Linked DNA regions of Mus musculus: regions 1 and 2 are each linked to region 3. Evidence: chromatin contacts called from public Hi-C and promoter capture Hi-C data. All regions are on one chromosome and are shown on one strand. Each heading gives the region's core, a stretch centred on a gene start, on an enhancer-like site or on the middle of the called end of the contact. The rest is flanking DNA. Distances are from core to core; before and after follow the strand shown. Region 1 holds the start of Hs3st6 (heparan sulfate (glucosamine) 3-O-sulfotransferase 6). Region 2 overlaps Ift140 (intraflagellar transport 140). Region 3 holds the start of Chtf18 (CTF18, chromosome transmission fidelity factor 18).

Evidence for each region. Promoter capture Hi-C pulls out the DNA fragments that hold promoters and counts their contacts. A called contact is a pair of places that touch in the nucleus more often than the background predicts.
Region 1: a promoter capture Hi-C map of embryonic stem cells shows a contact between it and region 3, with 2.6 times the contacts expected there. The contact joins the promoter of Hs3st6 here to the promoter of Chtf18 in region 3. A contact is called at or near these places in 2 of 39 promoter capture datasets (embryonic stem cells and hippocampal neurons), 2 of 115 datasets of contacts at active chromatin or transcription factors (large pre-B cells and pancreatic cancer cells) and 1 of 9 other capture datasets (liver).
Region 2: a contact with region 3 is called in a Hi-C map of B cells, with 7 read pairs. The contact joins the enhancer-like site here to the promoter of Chtf18 in region 3. A contact is called at or near these places in 7 of 39 promoter capture datasets (the 3T3-L1 cell line, the C10 cell line, HPC-7-derived erythroid cells and 3 more), 1 of 484 Hi-C or Micro-C datasets (B cells) and 2 of 9 other capture datasets (embryonic stem cells and pancreatic islet).

Annotation. Positions count from the first base shown.
Region 1 is chr17:24,751,702-24,754,567 of GRCm38.p6, forward strand. Hs3st6 (heparan sulfate (glucosamine) 3-O-sulfotransferase 6) reads left to right here and starts at 1,287. Exons shown (of 2, transcript NM_001012402.2): 1 at 1,287-1,797. The coding sequence starts at 1,385.
Region 2 is chr17:25,043,892-25,046,756 of GRCm38.p6, forward strand. It overlaps Ift140 (intraflagellar transport 140), which reads left to right. Exons shown (of 30, transcript NM_134126.3): 13 at 1,158-1,285; 14 at 1,614-1,731. Among named protein-coding and RNA genes, the nearest start is that of Ift140, 29 kb to the left of the region's middle. Within about 2 kb of position 1,595, at least 42 of the 459 cell types and tissues checked have an H3K27ac peak or open chromatin away from gene starts, as enhancers often do. A contact at or near this core is called in B cells, where this site is marked.
Region 3 is chr17:25,725,848-25,729,051 of GRCm38.p6, forward strand. It overlaps Chtf18 (CTF18, chromosome transmission fidelity factor 18), which reads right to left and starts at 1,568. Exons shown (of 22, transcript NM_145409.2): 1 at 1,400-1,568; 2 at 1,094-1,273; 3 at 854-1,001; 4 at 528-702; 5 at 33-125. The coding sequence starts at 1,490. It overlaps Rpusd1 (RNA pseudouridylate synthase domain containing 1), which reads left to right and starts at 1,870. Exons shown (of 6, transcript NM_028009.4): 1 at 1,870-2,000; 2 at 2,356-2,544; 3 at 2,676-2,799; 4 at 2,979-3,081. The coding sequence starts at 2,363.

The DNA of each region.
Region 1 (2,866 bases), core at 37-2,536, 970 kb before region 3:
GGACTAAAAACCCGCCCACAGGGCTGCTGGCACCAGCTTGCCCTGACAAGCAAATGTAGCTCTGGTGTCTGGGACTAGTTTTGGGTGGTGCATGTCCCCCTTGTACCTAGCTGCCCTCAGGGTGGGAACTAAATGTCTGTGGGTCATTGGAGTTTTCTGTCCCTCAGAGGCAGCCTGCAGTGTGAGACTTGTTCAGATGCCATGAGACCCACGGACTGCTGATTAATAAACAGAGCCGAGGGCAGAGGCTGAGTAAGGGTACTGGGGCAGGGACTAGACTGGGCAGCCAGGAAAGTCGGACAGAGGCAGAAAGAAGAGGCGCCGTTACCTTTTCCCTGGTCAGGGCAACTTATTCGGCATCCTGGATGGAGTCTTTCCTCCTCTGCATTCCTAGTAAGCAGCTTTGTAGACTCGGTGAGCCAGGAACAGGACATGGAGGCGCGGGGGTGGGGTGGGGGTGGGTGGGTGGGGTGGGGGTGGGTGGGTGGGTGAGAAGTTTCTGCAGTGTCTGGTAGGTTTCACACATGTGAGGGCCCCGGGAATCTCACTATGCTCAGAGGAAGCTCCACAGACAGAACCCAGATGCCTCCCCTGCCTCCTAGTACAGGCCTTTTCACTCCTGGGGGGCGAGGGGGCGTGTCACCGCTTTGCAATTTCCCGAAGGGATCACTGACATCTTGGGGAGGCCAGCTCTATTTGATACAAGGACTTTAAAATGGTGGCCCGACTATCGGACAAGCTCTCTCCACAGGGCAGGGCTCCCACCCTAATGAATGGCTAGGTGGACTGTTGGCAAGTAATGCAACAAGCATTCCTGTCACAGGCTCAAAGATGCATGGGGACCCTTTCCGCGCCGGATGTATGCCTGGCTCCATCCTTCCTGCACAGGCGATTCCTGGACACGGTGTCCTCCGGTGATGAGGCCCTGGCTCCGGGAAACAGGGGCTGAGGCCGCACACCTGTCGCCCTGGTCCAAAGGGGCAGAGATAGACTTTTAAAGGACAGAACGGGGATTCCCACTCGCCCAGTCTTGTGTCCCTCCGCGCCACGCATTCCCGTAGTGTAAGAGCGAAGACTTTGGAGCCAAGCGAACCGGAGACCAGCTCAGGAGGAGTGTTGGGGTAGCTGGGATAGCTCCTGGTCGCTCTGGAAGTTAGCTGGAGTCGCTAGTCCCAGGCGAGGGCTGGGGAGGGGCGTCTCGGCCCCGCCCCGCCCCGCCCCGCCCCGCCCCGCCCCGCCCCGCCCCTCTCCGGCTCCAGGGTTGCGAGGCTGCGGAGCTCAACCCAGAAGCCGGGCGCCCTGGGGTTGAGCGGGCGACGCACTATAGCCGGGATGCGCACCTGTCTGCGGTTCCCGCTCCCGAGCCTGAGCGCGAAGCGACCCCATGGCAGGTAGCGGTGGCCTGGGCGGCGGGGCCGGTGACCTCCAGGGTGCGGGGACGGGCCAGGGGACTGCACTGCGTGCTCTCCGTGCTCCGCTGGCGCTCGTAGTTCTGTTGCTAAGCGCCTACTGCCTCTTCGCCCTCCCCGGCCGCTGTCCACCTGCCGCCCGCGCCCCTGCTCCGGTTCCTGCACCCGCCGAGCCGCCCCACACCTCCCTCCGTCTGAGAGCACCCGGCCTGCCGGTGGCCAGCGGCCCGGGGCGCCGGCGCTTTCCTCAGGCGCTCATTGTGGGTGTGAAGAAAGGCGGCACGCGCGCATTGCTGGAGTTCCTGCGGTTGCACCCCGACGTCCGTGCACTTGGCTCTGAACCCCACTTCTTCGACAGGTGCTATGATCGCGGCCTCGCCTGGTACCGGTGAGCGTCCCTGCTGGTCCGCGCCTCGTCGGTGTGTGCCTTGGACTGTGCTTTCTTAGAACCCAGGATGAGTAGGGTAGAATCCTGGGCACTGGGTCTAAAACAAGCCTGTTAGGGAAATAGCCTTGATTTCCTGGGCACAGCGACCCTCGAAGGAGAGGCCATCTATAGCCAAGGGTCGCAGGAATTAGAAAATCTCAGAGAAAACTCTGTTCTCCTGTTGGGTGGCCAAGGGACTCAGCGAGGCATGATCCTATCTTGAAAGTAGTTTCAAGCGAGTGAGATAACTGGGCAGGTAGACTTTCCTTTTTAGAGGGTCAGGGAATTGAACCTGAAGCCTCAAATGTACTAAACGAGTATTCTACCACTAAGCTACTAATATATATCCATATATTATTATGGTTTATATCAATATAATCCCGGTGGAGCTACTTGGCAGCCTTAGAGATACTTGGAGCTCAGTCACTTTATCATCCCTTCGTGTCTGTCCATTCCCTGCTATAACTCTGGGTAAGTACTGGTAATTATCTGACCACTAGTCAAGTATATTTTGGAAGGGCCTCCAGGTTTCCAGAAGTGTTCTAGAAAGTGCCTTTCCACCCCTAAGAATCTCTCCCTCACCCTGCATCAGGGAGCCCTCTATAGCTGCTGGAGTCTGAAGAAAGTTAGGTCTGGGCTTTGAGGAGGGAGACTCTGCTCTTTGGTTTAGCCCAAGGGTGGGGACTGGAATACACCCTTCTGTAGCTGTCCTTTCTACATACAGGAGGACTTGGGATGCAGCAGTGGAATGTGGGGAGCACTACCCCAGGTACAGCAGTATGTCCTGGTGGATGGTCAGATTCTGGTTCCTCCCTTCTGGTGTGACTACCCACAGGCTCCGCCCACCGCCTCCTGCAGGCATCGAGGGCCCCCTGCTCCTTCATGTAGGGAAATGGGGCTATATTGGCTTGCCTCTTCTGCAAGCCCGAGCTGAGCCATGATAACCTGGAGAGTCAGTGCGGGTGGCACACTGACTGTTTCCCGGGTTCTTCTGTACTCCCGTTTGCTAACTCTGCCTTTTGCACTAAGA
Region 2 (2,865 bases), core at 345-2,844, 680 kb before region 3:
CAATCTGTAGATCAGGCTAGCCTCAAACTCACAGACATTCTTCTGCCTCTGCCTACTGAGTGCTAGGATTAAAGGTGTGCATCCCCACTGTTTGGCCCTTCTCGTTTTTTTTTTTCAGGGAATGGTAGGAGGTCACAAGGGTTGGGGGTGGCAGAGCTGGGGAGAATGGGAAGTGAGCGTGATTGGGGTGCGTGATGTGAAATTCCCAAATAATCACTAAAAATATTATGTAATAAAAAGAATAGAACTTGTGTGGTTGTGTAGTGAGAATGTCAGGGAGTTGGTGGAGGATGGGAAAAGCCTGGGAGGTTTAATCAGGAAAGGCTGGAGGGCCGCTTCTGACAGTGAGGGGGAGAGAGAAGTAGGCTCCTCCCACATCCTGAGTCCCGGCTAAGTGTGTGTGGTAGCTGAGAAGTGGAAGCTGTGGAAACAGAACAGGTATAGGTAAGCTTGACCTGGAGACTGCCTTCTTCCCTGCAGTAATGTACCCATACTGCTTCTGCTCCATCTGCCCACCCTCAGTACAACGCTCCACCGCTCATTGCTGACTACCAGACTCAAAGATCCAGATACAGAGTCATTTAACTGCTCAGTGCGTGTTCTCTCCTTTTCTGGGCTCTCCGATAGCTGGCTTCTTCCTGGTTCACCTCATTTTTAAGCCCCTAGAAGAGACATTAATTCCTTAGGCATTTTATTGAGATGTAAAATACAGGACATATGACTGTGTTATAAGTGTGGATTGTCTTCCACGAGTGGCATATGTCCAGGATGTGACAACCATCCTGGCAGAGGTACTCTCCCATCTCACTACCCAGAAGGCCATGCACCTAACATCAGCCACATGAAGAATATCATTGCCCACCTAGACCAACTCACAGGGACGGAGGTCGCCATCTGTGTACCTTGCTACAGTCCGCCATGTGTGTGTGACCACAGAGCACTTCTTAGCTGAGGGACCTGTGCATCTTTGATCCTTGCCCCGAGGCCTATGTCACCGAGACTGTGCAGAAGGGAGACCTGTCTTCCTATGGATCCAGCCCTGGTCTAATGCATGCCAGCCCCTCAGCAATCACTACTGTTCGCGTGAATGTTGTTCCGGAGAGAAAGGGGGCACTGCACCACAGACGAGCATGGCTAACTTGTTCTTCTTTCCCCAGGGGACTGTCAAACAACTTCTGCTATTCTCTGAGACCGAGGGGAGCCCCTGCTTCCTGGACGTCTGTGGGACTTTCCTGGTTGCAGGGACAGATTTAGCTCATTTTAAAAGTTTTGATCTTTCCAGAAGGTACAGTTTCCTTCCACACTCAAGTATTAAATGCTGTTTCATTTTTTAAGTTATGGGGCAATTTAGTAGACAGGAAATTGGAACAATGTCTTATCTCACATGACACCTTTTTTTTTTTTTTGTAAATTAGAAGAGACCTTTTATTGGTTCTAAGATGAACCTCCTTTTCCCTGGACTAGGGGGTTAAGTACACAGGTGAGAAGAGGTGAGCTGAACAGAACACTCTACAGTCCAGGGTCTCAGCAGTCAGAGAAGCTCATTTCTGTGACCAGCAGGAAGGTGCCAAGAGGACGCTGATGTCATTCTTCCTCCTCCTGTCCTCACACAGGGAAGCAAAAGTGCACTGCAGCTGCAAGAACCTGGCCCAGCTGGTCCCTGATGTGGGGAGCATCACTTCTCTGAGATGCAATGCAAATGGGAACAAGATCAGCATCCTCCTTAGCAAGGTAAGGCCAACATCCCTGCCGGCCTTCTGATCCATATGAAGGACCTCCGAGGATACGGGCTGTGCCTCTGGGCCCTGGCAGGACCTGACAGACATAGCTGTTTATTCTGTCTCCTCAAGTCTTTTAGGTCTTTATGTCTAACCTTCTCTCTAGCCCCTCCTTGCTTCAGATCCTTCCTCAGTTTCTGCCTTATATCAGCTCTCTCCTGCCTGCTTCCATCTTGGGACACACACACAGTCTGTTCTTTTGTGTGTGTGTTTGGGGTGTGAGGGGTGGAAGACAGGGAGGATTGTTGTTGATTCAAGACAAGGTTTGTCTGTGTAGCCCTGGCTGTACTGGAACTCACTTTGTAGACCAAGCCGGCCTCAAACTTGGAGATCTGCCTGCCCTTGCCTCCTGAGTGCTGGGATTAAAGGTGTGCACCACCACCCCTGATCCATACTCTGTTCGTATGTGCTCACCTGCACACACTTTCCATATTTCCTGCCCTTCTTGGTTTTCTTCGGAATCAGCCGTATCTTCTTTAGAGAGCTCTTTGTCCTTTTCTTGCTTGTCTTCTTCATCACCTAGCCAACATCACAAGACAAGACCACTCACCGGGCAGTGGTAGCGTTAATCCCAGCACTTGGGAGGCAGAGGTTTCTGAGTTCGAGGCTAGCCTGGTCTACAGAGTGAGTTCCAGGACAACCAGGGCTAAACAGAGAAACCCCTGTCTTGAAAAACCAAAAAGAAAAAGAAAAAAATGAAACCCTGTCTCCAAAAACAAAAGAAGAAGAAGAAAAAGGAGGAGGAGAATGGAGGAGGGAGTGGTAGGCATGCTAAGACAACAGCAAAAATGTCATTGTCACTTGTACTTTGGTGTCCCACTGACCCTGACCCTAACGGCAGCTTGGCTGGAACAGGGAGGACAAGTGGAAGTTGATAAAGTAATACAAAAGAAAGTAAGGACACAAAGTGGCGGCAGTGTGAGACCCATAGTGGAGAGTCCTCCAGACCTGGGCAGGGGAAGCTGGGACAGTGATAAGAGAATATCCATGACCCATAGAAACCCTGTGTGCAGAGGCTGGAGCCATGACTCAAAGGTTAGGACCACTTGTTGCAGAGGACCTGGGTTCTGTTCCAGCACCCACCTAC
Region 3 (3,204 bases), core at 318-2,817:
AACACATAAACTCCCCACTCCACTAAACCTACCTTGCTATCAACTTGCTCCTTCAGGGAGGCGAAGGGGACACCCAGCAGGTCCAGTTGGCCACAGCCTCGCCAGTGGACATCTAGAAGAGGGTTCTGGGCAAGACAGATTTATCATCTCTATAACCCTCCCAGGTCATGGAGGCATCCACAGTGCCCTTCTCTCCCCACCCCCCAAAAAAGGCTGACAGAGGGACAGAAATGACCTTTCCTAATTAGAGAGGGGATGGATATGGCCCTCAGATGGGCCTGGTCCAAGGGAAGTCAGCTTTAAGGTGAAGAGGAAAAGAAAAACAGAAAGCTAATATATGGGGTACAAGGCGGCACTCTAAGGCCACGTAGCCTCAAAAGTAGCACTGCTGTTTCCAACACTGGACTACCTGGCGTGCCTGTTTCTAGCAATTCAGATAGGTGAAACTGGCCTCAGAACCTGCTGAGAGCCTATTGGCAACATAAAAGAACCAATACCATGGCAAACCCCATGCTATGGCCACACACCTGCACCCCAGGGCCTATGAGGTCAGCCCGAAGCACCAAAAAGGCCCGTTCTCCACTTGTGGATGTCACATTGATATAATCTTCTAAGATAGGAGGCCGTCTCAGGACAGGATTGCGATTTCGGGGACTTGGCAATGTCTGCATGAGGTCTTTGTCAGCATTAGCATCTGAATACCTAGGAGAGACAAGCAGCTCCCTGTCACTCTCAAATGGGGTGCTTGACCCACACTCACTCCTCTTGCCGTCCCATAGACATCCACTTCCAGAGCCTCATGCAGGGACAGGCAGCTTTCCAAGTCAGAATTACATGCCCTTAAGCAACACACCCAGCATCCAACATCTCAGGGAAGACCTCTGGACTCGGTGGAGGGGTAATGTCCCCAGGAGGGGAATCTGGATATAAGAGCTCCTCCATATCTGGCTCAAAGTTCAGCTTCTTCACCACGTCCAACCTGGGTCGTTTGACCATGGGGCCTGCAGAGACAGAGGCAGAAAGAGGTGAAAGAATAGAAAACTGATCCTCAGAATTCCCCGACTTTAAGTGCTCAGTCCCCAATCGGACATACTGGAGGGCGCGGGCTGGTCCCTACGAACATTCTTTCTAGTATTGCGGTTGACATTTCCTGGCGACCCTGCAGGGCAGGGACGCGGGACAGTGTCCCCACCAGCGATGGCCTCTTCGAAGGTTAGCGGAGGGCGGCTCGCTGGAGTTTGGAGGGTCCCAGGAGGAGCCTGGTCCCGTGTTCCTGCTGAGACAGAGGTTGATAGCAGCAACACACATTAAGAAGCGAACTCCCAGCCGTTACCAATCCCATCCACACAGCTCTCCATGCTGCAGCAGGATGCAGCCACGACCCAGGACCCGCGCCCACCTTCCAGCTCAGCCAGCACTTCGAGCTCAGCTGCGAACTGGTTTTGGAAATCATCCTCCACACCATACAGATCTTCCTCGTAGTCTTCCATGGAGCCAGACCACAACTCCCACAGCTCAGAGTCCCTCAGAACTTCCCGCGCCGCCGCCACCGCGCGCTACCCCGCCCCGAGAGCCTCCAATACCGCCAATCAACAGCCGACGTTCCCAGAGGCGCCCGCCATTGGCCAGCGGGGAAGGGCGGGTCTTACTCCCAGAGGGCGGGAGGAGAGGAATAATAGTTCAATGGTTGGAGTGGAGGATCAAGAACGCTTTCTATTGGCCTGTACAGTAAGTAATCCGTGGGGGAGGCGGGGAAATAGGTGGGACTAAAAAAGCGCGTGCGCAGACTATTCGGGTAGGGCCTTACCATTCTTCAGTGGGCGGAGCTCCAGGCCCGGAATGCCATTGGCCAGTACGACCATCCATTAGGAAAGTGGAATGGGCAGGGTGAAAAGGCGGAGCTGCGCGCCAGCCAGGCCAAGACCTGGTTCCTAGTATAGGGAAGCGAGGTTGGATGCAGAGCTGAGAATTGACATCCTGGTCCCTTGGCCCTGTTGCAGGTAAGTCCTAAAGGGTCTGCCTGTGGTCACAGGCTGGTGGGAGGCAAGTTAGGGAGCGCTTGAAGTCCTGGGTGGTCCTGGGCAATAACCTAGCGTGAAGTGTGTAGGCGTGAGCTGGACAACCAGGCTGTTTATTCCACTTCAAGTCAGGGAGAGCTCCCTAACCCTGAGTCCATGGCAAGTCAGAATCACCTGACCTTGGCCAGACTCCCATTCCGGAGCTGACACCCCTGGCATGGGCCCTTGTGGAAGACATAAAGGGTTCCAGCAGGTTCTGGCCCCAGTAAGTGTGTACAGTACTTGAAGACCAGGTCAGGCACCCTCCTACCCCAGGCTCACTCCCACCTGCGTGCAGCCCCACCATGGAGCCTGGCAGCATGGAAAATCTGTCCATCGTGTACCAGAGCAGCGACTTCCTGGTGGTGAACAAGCACTGGGACCTGCGCATTGATAGCAAGACCTGGCGGGAGACCCTGACCCTACAGAAGCAGCTCCGACACCACTTCCCAGAGCTGGCTGACCCTGACACCTGCTATGGGTTCAGGTACACAGCCAACATGGAGAGCCCCACTGCAGCATCCTTCCAAAGGATGCTGGGACACTGGACTCTGCCACAAAGGTGCTAACCAGAGCACCACAGGGTCCAGCCACTGCTGCTCTTCTGCCCGTTCCCAGGTTCTGCCACCAGCTGGACTTCTCCACCAGTGGGGCACTGTGCGTAGCCCTGAATAAGGCAGCTGCGGGCAGTGCTTATAAATGCTTCAAGGAACGGCGAGTCACCAAAGCCTACCTGGCACTGGTAAGTCCTGGCCAGTTCCTGGGATGCTGTGTGGAGACCCAAGGCTCACAGCCTACTCCAGCAGGCCTCTCAACTGAAGCTCCGTGCCAGGCTTATGTGCCTATCTAGAGCTCAGCCACATTCCTCTCAGAGATGACAGTGTGGCCCAGTGAGCTGCATGTGATGTCCTTGCTCGACAGGTCCGAGGCCATGTCCAGGAAAGCCAAGTGACGATCAACTATGCCATTGGCAGGAATAGCACGGAGGGGCGGACGCATACCATGTGCATCGAGGGCACTCATGGTAATAGTGGTTTGTTGTGGGGGCCATGGGCATGTCTCCAAAGCCTGCGTGAATGGGAACGGCCAGACAGGTGGAAATTGGAGTTGGCTCAGGCTCTAGGGCTGGCCCAGTGGGCCCTTACAC